Regions from separate parts of the Mus musculus genome. Here region 2 is linked to region 1. The links are chromatin contacts, called in public HiChIP or PLAC-seq maps. All regions are on one chromosome and are shown on one strand. The core of a region is the stretch at or near the end of the contact, and the rest is flanking DNA. Distances in the headings are between cores, read along the strand shown. Region 1 has its middle 56 kb from the start of Gm52501. Region 2 holds the start of Gad2 (glutamic acid decarboxylase 2).

Region 1 (6,172 bases), core at 3,405-5,904:
GTTGCAGTAAATCTCCATCCCAAATATGCCCCAGCAATGAAAACACAACACAGTTAATATGAATACATGCTGTGCACCTAGATTGGGCAGATCTACCGCTATACTACCATCTTCCACATCTATGAGACCCCTTAGAACTTGCAGTTTCTACAGGCCATGTGCTTCTGCTCTGCTTTTCTTCTTCTTCTTCTTCCTCTTCCTCCTCCTCCTCTTCGTCCTCTCCCTCTTCCATTTTCTCTTTCTTCTCTCTCTTCACCTTCCACTCCACCTTCCCTTTTGTCTGCCCAATCATCAAGTTCTCCTTTATTTTATAAATTAAGGTGGGAAGCCAGTTTACAGTAAATCACCTGAGTGCTGACTCATTCCTTGTTCGAAGCCACTCACTGGAGAATAAAATTAACATCAAATATAATTAGCCTCAGGGCTAGCCACAACACAGAAATCCACTTATCACAGAAATGATTCTAAACACTAGTTTCCACAAAAGAGATCTGGAAAAAACACTAAGTTTGGTGTTTTGAGTGATAATACAACACAAAATAAAGACTCAGATTCTTGGGCATAATCAGCTATGGTCACAGAAAGGCATTTTCTTCTTTTTTTTAATATTTTTATTAGGTATTTTCCTCATTTACATTTCCAATGCTATCCCAAAAGTCCCCCATACCCTCCCCCCCACTCCCCTACCCACCCACTCCCACTTTTTGGCCCTGGTGTTCCCCTGTACTGGGGCATATAAAGTTTGCAAGTCCAATGGGCCTCTCTTTCCATTGATGGCCAACTAGGCCATCTTTTGATACATATGCAGCTAGAGACAAGAGCTCCGGGGTACTGGTTAGTTCATAATGTTGTTCCACCTATAAGGTTGCAGATCCCTTTAGCTCTTTGGGTACTTTCTCTAGCTCCTCCACTGGGGGCCCTGTGATCCATCCAATAGCTGACTGTGAGCATCTACTTCTGTGTTTGCTAGGCACTGACATAGTCTCACAAGAGACAGCTATATCTGGGTCCTTTCAGCAAACTCTTGTTAGTGTATGCAATGGTGTCAGCGTTTGGAAGCTGATTATGGGATGGATCCCCGGATATGGCAGTCTCTAGATGGTCCATCCTTTCGTCTCAGCTCCAAACTTTGTCTCTGTAACTCCTTCCATGGGTGTTTTGTTCCCAATTCTAAGAAGGGGCAAAGTGTCCACACTTTGGTCTTCATTCTTCTTGAGTTTCATGCGTTTAGCAAATTGTATCTTATATCTTGGGTATCCTAAGTTTCTGGGCTAATATCCACTTATCAGTGAGTACATATTGTGTGAGTTCCTTTGTGATTGGGTTAACTCACTCAGGATGATGCCCTCCAGGTCCATCCATTTGCCTAGGAATTTCATAAATTCATTCTTTTTAATAGCTGAGTAGTACTCCATTGTGTAAATGTACCACATTTTCTGTATCCATTCCTCTGTTGAGGGACATCTGGGTTCTTTCCAGCTTTTGGCTATTATAAATAAGGCTGCTATGAACATAGTGGAGCATGTGTCCTTCTTACCGGTTGGAACATCTTCTGGATATATGCCCAGGAGAGGTATTGCTGGATCCTCCGGTAGTACTATGTCCAATTTTCTGAGGAACCTCCAGACTGCTTTCCAGAGTGGTTGTACAAGCTTGCAATCCCACCAACAATGGAGGAGTGTTCCTCTTTCTCCACATCCTTGCCAGCATCTGCTGTCACCTGAATTTTTTGATCTTAGCCATTCTGACTGGTGTGAAGTAGAATCTCAGGGTTGTTTTGATTTGCATTTCCCTGATGATTAAGGATGTTGAACATTTTTTCAGGTGCTTCTCTGCCATTCGTTATTCCTCAGGTAAGAATTCTTTGTTCAGCTCTGGGTCCCATTTTTTAATGGGGTTATTTGATTTTCTGGAGTCCACCTTCTTGAGTTCTTTATATATGTTGGATATTAGTCCCCTATCTGATTTAGGATAGGTAAAGATCCTTTCCCAATCTGTTGGTGGTCTTTTTGTCTTATTGACGGTGTCTTTTGCCTTGCAGAAGCTTTGCAACTTTATGAGGTCCCATTTATCGATTCCCAATCTTACAGCACAAGCCATTGCTTTTCTATTCAGGAATCAGAAAGGCGTTTTCAATGTGTTGAACATATTAGTAGAAGGAGATGGACCATTTCATGAATATCTCCAACAAACATAGACAGAATCCACCCACACAGTGGCTCAACTTGCCTCACACAAAAAGCAATTCTGGCTCTGAGTCAACCTGAGTGTTGGGGTCCTTGCTTGCATGTCCAGATTGTTCCAGATACAATTGGACTTCCTTTCTCTAGAGTCTTCTTTTCCTAGAGTCTATCCTATTCTAGGAAGCTAGGATCTCCAGCCTCTCCGCTTCTTCAGGAAAGGTCACTGCATCCTGCAGGTTCCTGAAACCTAGCATTTGGTCTGTAGTTCTCAGTCCGTAATTCATATTTGGATAGGAATTGTGTTTATCAGAGTTAAGAATTGGTGGTTGGCCAGAAACTAATTCCAACTGATAACCATTAGCAAGTGGAAAATTAGTTTTCTCTAAAGAAGTCTGACTGGGTAAACAAACCACTCTTAAGGCCAGGCCCCATGCAAAGCACAAGATGGACTCAGATTTATTTTTAGAGGTTTTGTCACATGTCGCCCTTTTTTTTTTTTTTTTTTTTTGGCCTTGCCAACAAGTCTGTTTATATACCATGGTTTCCAATTTTGTGTTTTTAGGGTATTTCTATGTGTGCCAATCTGTGTGTCTCTGTGTCTATATGTATTTCTTGTTCTTTGTCTTTGGCTCTTGCTTTTCCAATCATTTGTTTGCTTTGTCTTATTATTAAGGTTTGTTTCTGTTTTGTTGTAGTTGTTGTTTTAAGATTCCTGTTCGGTTTTGGTTTGGTTTTGGTTTGGTTTGGTTTTTGTTTCTGAGAAAGAGCAAGAAAGGATGTAGATTCGGGTGGTTGGAGAGGTGAGGAAGATATGAGAAAAGTCAAGGAAGAGAAAACCATAATCAGAATTTATTGTATGAAAAAAGTATCTATTTTCAACCAAAAAAAAAAAATGATTGTTGACCAGGCATGGTGGCGCACACCTTTGATCCCAGCGCTCGGGAGGCAGAGGCAGGAGGATCTCTGAGTTTGAGAAAGGATTCCTGGTTTACAGAGAAAGTTCCAGGACAGCCAGGGATACACATAGAAACCCTGTCTCAAAAAAAGCCAACAGTAAATAACTGGTGGTAAGAGAATGAAGTGAAGGCTTTTTACTGTCCAGGAAGGACACTAGACAGGGCAGGGGGATAGGCACTGGGCATCTGGCTCCATAGTTAAGAGCAATTGCTGTGCAGTCATAAAAACCAAGGACTAAAGTTCATATCCCAGCACCCACATAATAATCCAAATATCCTGCACACACCCGTGACCCCAGCTCAGAAGGAAACAGAGAAAGATGGTCTCTGGGACGAGCCAGCTTCCACACTAACTGAGAAAATACAGCCAGGGTTCAGGAAGAAACCTTGCCTCAAAGGAATAGGCCTCAGAGTATAGAAGAGAACACTCACTCAGCCTTCCTTCTCTTCTGGTCTTTGCACAAGTACATAGCCAATCACTCATGTACACATACATTCACATGCAAATTAACTAATTGTGCTTTTACAGAAAAGCATATTAAGCTTAGAGAAAGCATGTGGTGAAGAAAATCATCTAAAAATGATAAATTAAATGGTTTGATGCAGAATAATGGGATTTCGTTTACTCTTGAAATTGAAAGCCAGCAATAGGAGTAAAGGGTTGTTTCTCTAGCCCTTCCTGTTCACATGAATCTAAAAGGTGTAACTTTAAAACACATATGCCTGTCATGATTGACATAACCAAACCCCAAAAGCCAAATCTGAATGAAGGAATGAGGAGTCTTGGAGGAAGGCCAGCCAGTGATGGACAGATCATGGGCATCTGCAGGCCAACAATGAGGAGGTCATATTTACCTGCAGGCCAGTGATGGAAAGGTCATGGCCACCTGCAGGCCAGTGATAGACAGGTCATAGCCATCTGCAGGCCAGACAGGTAATAGCAAGCTGCTGGCCAGTGATGGACAGATTATGGTCATCTACCTGTTGTAGTGCCAGTGATAGACAGGTCATGGCTACCTGACTGTTCTAGAACAGAAACTTCACCATGTCCCACAGTGATAGAAGGCTCACATAGATTCGAGGAGTCTAACACAATGAATATGAGTGCATACCTGAACCTAGAGCTGTAGGAATATACAGTGAGCAAGATGTTGTTACTCTTCCTGAAATTCCTAGCCATCCAACCAGAACCCGATCAGAATAAGATACGAGTGAATGCAGTCTTTCAGGTTATAAAAAGCCAGTACTGAGGACACCAAAACTCTAGTCAGAAAGGCAACAGTCTATTCAACTGTAAACAAACACTCCCAAGAGCAGACTCTCTGTCCAGCATGCGGAATGCACATCACATGAAATCGCCTACTTAACCTCAGAGCCTTAGCTACCAAGTCTGCTTTGCAGAGAGGTCCTTTCCTCATTATGTGGCTGAGAGGATTAAATGAGCCAACACTTGCAGAGCATGTGAAAGCGCCTTGGATACACAGAGCCTTCTGACTGATTGTTAGCTACTTTGATTCTGACGATTGCTAATTAGGAAGCTGTATTATTACATAGCAATCAGTGTCTTAATCGGTATGAGCAAGAAGATCCACAATTAGGAGAGCAGAGATGGAGGGGAGTGAGCGAGGAGTTGAAATTCAGCAACAGCAAGAAGCTACGGCCTTTCATTCACTACAGGCTACTGCCAGGGTGGCAGTTCAGACCAATGAAAAGAGGCAGAGTGCTTGAGCGTAGGACCGCTCAGTCAGTCTGGGACAAACGTGGGGCTGCTCCTGCCTCACTCTAGTTCTGAGCTCAGCTTAGTGTGGAGCTTGTGTCCCGTGTCCTCACCCGCCCCAGTTCTCTCCTCTCTGGGCTGTTCCTCGTGTTTACCTGCTGCCCTGCTGATAGGAGAGCATATGCGCTAATAGATGAGAGAATCAAGAAGTTACCAACTAGGGATCTACCCTCCTGCTCTGAAACTATGTTCCACCGAGGGCCAGGCCTGTGATCCTCCCCCACCCCCGCCCCGCACACAGCCTCCCACAAGGCATTCTTGTAACTGACTGAGAGTCAAGAAAAACTCTGCCACAGGAAAAAGTTTCTAAACACACAACAATGTCAAATTAAGTGTCTCTGAAAGTGCTCACCCACGCTACATCCTGGGATTTGACTGCATCCAGCCCCGGTTCTGAGTACAATTGTTCATCTTACACATAGCGGCATTCGGTGCAGCACCGGCAATGCAGCTCAAACACCCGGGCTCTGATTCCAGACCTTGCTTGTTATAAACTGGGGATTTTATTGTACATAAAAGGTTTTGTGCTCTTATAGAAATACATGGTTTCATTAGAGGAGAGAAAGCAAAGACTTAGTATTTTCTCCCATAGTTCCCCTGCATGGAAGTATCAAATGGGTTTCCCTGTGGTTTGGATTCTACTAGAAAGCTTGATTTTTAAAACTATTGTTTGAATTGCTGGTTTCAGTTTCTTCCTTCCTTCCTTCCTTCCTTCCTTCCTTCCTTCCTTCCTTCCTCCCTTCCTTCCTTCCTTCCCTCCTTCCTTCCTTTGTCTTAGGGTTAGGGCAGAATTTCCAACAACTTCGAAAATGACCTGAAACACCTGCTGCTACTCTGTACTGCAGACTTATTCACAGTGGTGTTCTCAGCTGCTGATTTTAAAGCCTTAAACCATGATAAGCTGTGTGTTCAGCAGTACCTAATAGTCGCCAACTTAAATTTAAAAATAGTGCAAAAATAAACAAGCACAGACATCTCATTAATATGTAAATTTGTTTAATTATTAATCAATGTTAGAATTATATGTACAGCAAATAATTGCTTTAAAATGCATTTCCTTATGATGATGCTTTTAATCAGTAAATGCTTTGCTTCTAATATGTATTTTGTATAACTATATGCCTGAGGTCACATAAGACTTTTTTTTTTAGGTGATAAGGAGTTAACTGGGAAAAGTGTAAGATGCCTCAGTATAGTGTAGTGTAGTGTAGTGTAGTAGACTGAAACAGGAGAACCACAGTTCAGGGTCTGCTGGG
Region 2 (5,914 bases), core at 6-2,505, 1.3 Mb before region 1:
CTCAGAGGGGAGCCCACGACTTTGCTCCCGCCAGCCGCGGGCCCCCGACCTTGCCAGCCCTTCTCCCATTCAGTGCCACCACTCACCGCACAGCTTGTTTCCGATGCCGCCCGTGAACTTTTGGGCCACCTGGCACCACGCTCTCGCTGCAATCGCCAGGCAGGGAAAAGCGAATCGGAAAGAAAACAGACGGGCGAGTGAGAATTTTCGTTCCAAGTGAACCAGGTCTTTAAGTCCAGAGTCTGGGGGCCCGGCGCCAAACTCGAAGCAGCCACCAGCTAGCGACTCTGCTTTCAGCAGGTGGGGGAGTCCGAGGGAATCTGACGCCGGGGCCAGCCCTTTCCTTGCGGTGTCCCAGAAAGAAAGCAGCTCACAACGCCGCCCTTTGCACTTTGTTCGCCAGGTTCTCGGGTTTCCAGACTCTCCCTGCCCTCACCTGGGCTGCCTTTCCTAAACCCGAGGCTGTTTGTTTCTCACCGCGCTTGCCTTTCAGACCCCAAACTCTTTCCTGCTCCCATTTTGTCTTTCCCTGCCCAGGGTCTAGACGTCCCGAGGCAAAGCCTAGATCTTTGATTTCTGACTCCCGCAGACGCTGCAGTCTTTCAGGAGCCTATGTTTAGGGGAAGGGGCCTAGACAACCCTGGGCTTTTTCCCTGGGGGACAAAGGACTGGGTGGGGGGGGGGGTTGGTGTTCTCACACAGTTACGGACTTAACCCAGAGAGCCGGGCGAAGCGCCCGAATAAGTTTCCTGTTGCAGATGTCAAAGCTTTGATGATCAGCCTAGCCCTGCAAACCCTAAACCACCCACAAAGCTCTCCCGCTGCAGGTCCTGATTTTCCTACCTGTGCCCGGGTTCTCAGGATCCGCAGAGCCATCTTCAGATCCGAAGGACCAAAAGCCGGAGCCAGGAGACGCCATGGGTTCTGCTAGACTGGCGCTGGTCGCCTCCAAGTGGCTGTGGCAAGCTGCCTTTGCCTCGACCCTGCACGAGAGTGCGTGCGTGTGCGAGTACGTGTGGCGGGAGAAGGGCACCGCGCGAGGGCTGGAGCGGCAGCGCGACGAGGGTGGGTGTCACACAGGGACAGGAAACGTGCTGTCTGCGTATGCCAGTGCTCGTGCGTGTTTGTATGTTCCAGTCAGGGCGCAGGGACGCGCTGCTGTGCTCTGCGCCGCCGAGGTTAAATGGGGGGAGTAGCCGTGATCCTCGCAGTCTGGAGATTGGAAAGTGGAAAGGGCCCAAGAGATTTTTAGGGAGAGGGAGCTTGGTGGGGAGATGAGAGAGTGACGGAAGGGAAATGGAGGCGCTGGGTCGTGAGGTGCGAGTCAGATGCGGGGGAGGGAGGCGTGCCTGCGTAGTGCTGACCCAGCCACAGGCGCTCCAGGTCTGCTTCTGCCGGAACGCGCTGTCCAGGGTGCTACCACAGCCCTCAGCACGCTGGCCTAGGTGACCCCAGGGACAGGGAGACCTTGGCAAGATTGGAATGGTGGCCGAGGGCAATTTCACGTGTGCATCGATTGGCTCATTGTTTGAGGGCTGTCTCTGGCTGCTGCCGAGCAAAAGTGGTTCTCGCGCCCGCCTTCCTCCAAACCAGTGCTGAGGTCGCTGTGACCTCAAGAGCCCAGGCCACCTGGCCTCAATCAGGAAGAGCTCCAAAGCTTGGGGAAGGAACCAAGGAGGGAGGAAGGTGGACCGCTTCCACACCAACGAACTCATTTCATCTCCTTAGCAGAGCCTAATGTCTGCCTGCTGAGCTGAGCCAGCCTGGGGGGTGGGGGTGGGGGTCGTACGGTTTCTGTGCAGTCATGCCTGGGTCCCCAGACCCATCGTCCAGGTTTTGACTGACGGCTGAAGAGAAAGGCTGCTGATTGAAGCAATTAAAATCCACGCTGGAATCTATCACTGAGGACCTCAGGCTGAGAAAAATTAAATAAATAAAACGAACAGAAACTTCTTGGAGTGGGTGAGAGCTGACACATACACAGGATTCAGGGAGTCTCAAAGTAAGCGAATCAGTTTTTCCAAATCCCAGGAAAAGGCACTCCCATCTTTTCAGGGATACTCAACCCACTGACCTCGTCCCTTCCCAAGAGGAGTTCTTGCCATCAGCAGGTGCCTAGGAACACAACAGTGGCAATTTCCCAGCCCAGAAAGAAGTAGTTTCGTTTGTGTTTTCTAATAAAGGAATGAAAAAATCCTTTCTGTTTCCCTTTTCCCAAAGGCTCTTAAATGCAGGGACGGCGCCTTGAGGAAGATTTGGGGCCCTCTGGCTCCGCTTCCGTTTCCTCTTGCCTATACTAAACCCATAGTTCCAGGCTTACAGAGAGCTCAAGAAAGACTTGCAGGAAAGTGCTGCTTTAAACCGTTCCCGATCTCCTTTCCTTCTCTCCGAGCGAGGGACTGCAGCTTCCCTGCTCTCCATAGTCCTTTATTCCTTCTTTGAGTTTTTCAAATGAGTCACCAAAGCTGTTGCCGGAGGAGAAACCCTGGGACCTTTAGTCTTGGTGACCAGGATCACTTATTTTGTTAGGGATCCGGAGACCTCGAATAACTGCAGATGACCAAGTGCATTCTCTCCACAAAGCTTTATCTTCTTCCCAAGGTTTCCAGAATCCAGGGGGGCCAGGGAGGATCTAGCTAGAGGATGCCCACTGAGGTCCGGTGAGTGGCCCGAGGTGGGGAGGGGGAGGGCGGTGAGATTGGCACTGCTGAGGTGCTACCCAAGGCGTGTCTCTAAGGGAAGGCAGTCACCTTGACCCTAGGCCTCAACTTAGTAAGTCTTTAGGGTCCTCCAGGCCTGGTGGCTTCAGCTGGCAGAGGTAACAGCTCCTGGAAAGGGCGCTTCCGCCCAGCCTTGCCAACAAGACTTGGAGAGCCTGAGTCTTTGTTTAAATCCATACTAAATCCTGCAAAATAATTCTCTTCAAGCCAGCTGGCTGGGGTTGAAGCTTTTTACCATGGATGAGTGGTCGGAAATAAAAAAAAAAGGTTCTTAAACACACACACACACACACACACACACACACACACACACACACACACACACACACACCTTCCAAGGAAGAAATGGATGAAAACAAGAGATACAGATTTTCAACATCTGAATTTTACTTCGTCAAAAATAGTAACTTAAAGCGATACTGTGGAAATGCAATTGAATCCCACAGCTCTGAGTATTTTTAAAATCTTATCATACTTTGAAAAAAAATTTTGCCACTCCCCACTTCGAATGCAGGCTGGAATTGGGTTTGTCTTTTTAAAAAACCAACCCTTCGTAGACAGCAATTTGCTTTGTAAATTTTTTTCCCTTTTCCCAAAGGGCCCATCCCCCACCCCCCTCTGGCTCCGGGTTGTTGATAACAAAAGAGCTCTGGGAGGTAATAATTACAGTCATTAGTTCACAAAGGAGGCAGTAGACTGCGAAAGGAATACCGTTAGCCCGGAAGGCTTTCTCTTTACAGTAGGAGACCCATACCAAAATCTCCAGTTTAGCCCACCTCAAGGTTTGGTGGGATTACCTATTCCTTGTCCACTGTGAGCCACCCAGAAATCCCCGTAGTGGGGAGAGGAGAGGGCCGGTCAAAGAAGGATATTTAGTACAAGTTTTCTCTCTCGAGTTCTTTTGCTGCTTAAATGTTGAGAGACTGAAAAAGGCTAGATAGAAAAAGGGTTTGGAAACAACCACGACGTTGCAATCTTCCTTTTCCAGCCTTATCAAGCCAAGGTGCAGGGGCTGAGGTAGATCTGTCTGTTGCGTCTCTACTCAGCAACCGAATAAACCTTCCCAGACACTCTTGCGAGGACCGTGGGGTGCAGGGTCCTCCGCTGGAAGCCAGAATTAAAATCTGGCAAGCTGCAGAGCCCAACTCCTCCCTAACGCACCTGCTTCAGGTGGGGCTGTAGTGCCCAGGAAGCAAAGCCAGCGCGGACACCCGAACTCCTGCCCCCCTCCGCCAATATCAGTCTGTAAGCCCTGCTGTTAAGGTTTCTGGTGCCAGGTACAGGTTCTGCCGCTCCGTGGGGTTGGCACAGTTAGGGTGACTCTTCTGTCCTGTCTGTCTGGCCCCAAACTGGAGCAGAGCTTTCTAGAGAAGGAGCAGGGAGGGGGGCACTTGAATTTGGGGCCTCGGTCTTGTCCACAACAGGATCCTACTTGTAAAATGTACTGGCTACACGGAGCTTTAGAGGCTGATCTGCGGAGACTATGACCACTCCAGGACGCAGAAGTTATCAGCGCCCTCTGCTTTATTTTATTATATATATATTTTTTTAAGTAGCAGGAGCCAAACCATGACCTGAACAGAACTTGTTTGCCTATTCAGTTCTCCGTGGAACCCTGTCTGTACCTTGTTTACCCAATCTAGGTGGTGTAGACCTGGAAAGTGTCTCTTATGGAAGGTTAACTTGAAGTTTTTGTTGTTGTTGTTCTGTTTTGTTTTTTTTGAAGGGTTGTCCTCCTCCTCCTCCTCCTCCTCCTCCTCCTCCTCCTCCTCCTCCTCCTCCTCCTCCTCCTCCTCCTCCTGGATAGGCTACAGCTAAGTGGTAAGGAACTCCTGCCTCCCACCCACTGCCCCTCTGCTTACTTTTATGTGGCCAACTTCTAAGGAGGGGAGAGCTACTTCAAATCTGCAGAGTAGACCTTAAGATCTGATGGTCCTCAGTCAGAGGACCAGTCCAGCACAGACTGCCTGGGAAGGGTGTGTGTGAATGGTGAGGTTTGGAAGTTTGTTTGTAGCCCACGTTTCTAGGTAAAGTGTAAGCTAGACTGTGCTTTACCTCGGCTGAGGGATGGAAATCTGTTGATGAAGACAGAGGTCATCTTAACTCCTGCCACGGGCCCAGGATGTTTGTCAGACAGAAGCCCTCAAGGCACAAGGTAGACAAGGCCATGGAAAACAGGCTTTTCCAGGATGCTTACTTTATTTAGCAGTATAATAATCAAGAGAAGAGAAAACTCACGTTTGATATGAATTCACTTTCAAGGTTCATTCTACTCCCACCTTGCCTTTATTCTGGCATACCCAACCAGGAGTGACCATCATTGGTCCTGGGAAAGCCATTTCAAGAAAGAAGAAATCTCTTCAATAATTTTAAAATGAGTGGGGCGGGGTGGGGTGGTGGTGGTGGTGACAGTTCTGGCACAGTAAGTACCCCGAATTGCAATCAACTGAAGAAAGGGTTTCATTAGGGGGATAGGAGTGACAGGCAGGTGGGAGAAGTCCGGGCCCAGTGTCTGGAACTACCCGAGGAGGTCGATTCTCTTAACCCCAGGTCAAAATTCTCTTGTGTCAGGGCCTCAATGCCCTGGCATTTGAGAAGGAACAACGCTGGCAGCGCCTGTGCGGTCCTGTTTGAGAGGTTACCCTGCTGCTGCTTTGATCCTTGCTTCACTTTCTGAAGCTCCGTAGGTGAGCTACAACTGCTGCACCAGGCGCTGCCGCTGGGAGGTTTTGCGCAGGAGCCTCCTGTAGTCATAAGGGTTGGCTGAAATCCTCTCTTCCTCCAGGCTCTCATTCTCTGAGGTGGTCCAACACCTGCAAGCCAAAACTGGTTCTGACCATCAGTGGCAACTGTTCTCAGGCATGCTCCATCCACCCTCCCAGAGCTAGGTAATCTTTGAACCATCTACCAACCACAGGCATTTAAGAAAGGTACAATGAAAATGTCAGGCTAACTGACCCAAGGTAGCTGTAACAGCTTCGCAGTTTTGCAAAATCGAGAAACTAGTGGCTTTTGTGTTCAGATGAGAGCAAACCATTGGCAGGCAGGGATCACAAGGCTGGTTTTGTTTGGAATAATAATAATTCACAGTTAATAAAAAGATACTTATCTTCGTGTCTTGTTCAGTTTTAAAAAGACTTTCATCAAACAGGAAGATTCAAGGTGCATAAATAAATGCTCATCTTCTGGATTTT

The links. HiChIP or PLAC-seq counts read pairs in DNA pulled down with a chosen protein or histone mark.
Region 2: a contact with region 1 is called in an H3K27ac HiChIP or PLAC-seq map of SST interneurons, with 11 times the contacts expected there. The contact joins the promoter of Gad2 here to the enhancer-like site in region 1. A contact is called at or near these places in 4 of 39 promoter capture datasets (embryonic stem cells, hippocampal neurons, liver and 1 more), 4 of 115 datasets of contacts at active chromatin or transcription factors (SST interneurons, astrocytes, embryonic stem cells and 1 more) and 2 of 9 other capture datasets (embryonic stem cells and liver).

The regions. Positions count from the first base shown.
Region 1 is chr2:21,281,418-21,287,589 of GRCm38.p6, reverse strand. No RefSeq gene overlaps it. Among named protein-coding and RNA genes, the nearest start is that of Gm52501, 56 kb to the right of the region's middle. Within about 2 kb of position 4,654, at least 23 of the 459 cell types and tissues checked have an H3K27ac peak or open chromatin away from gene starts, as enhancers often do. A contact at or near this core is called in SST interneurons and neural tube, where this site is marked.
Region 2 is chr2:22,617,668-22,623,581 of GRCm38.p6, reverse strand. Gad2 (glutamic acid decarboxylase 2) reads right to left here and starts at 1,255. Exons shown (of 16, transcript NM_008078.2): 1 at 844-1,255; 2 at 87-146. The coding sequence starts at 919. Myo3a (myosin IIIA) reads right to left here. Exons shown (of 34, transcript NM_148413.3): 34 at 5,330-5,533. The coding sequence ends at 5,413.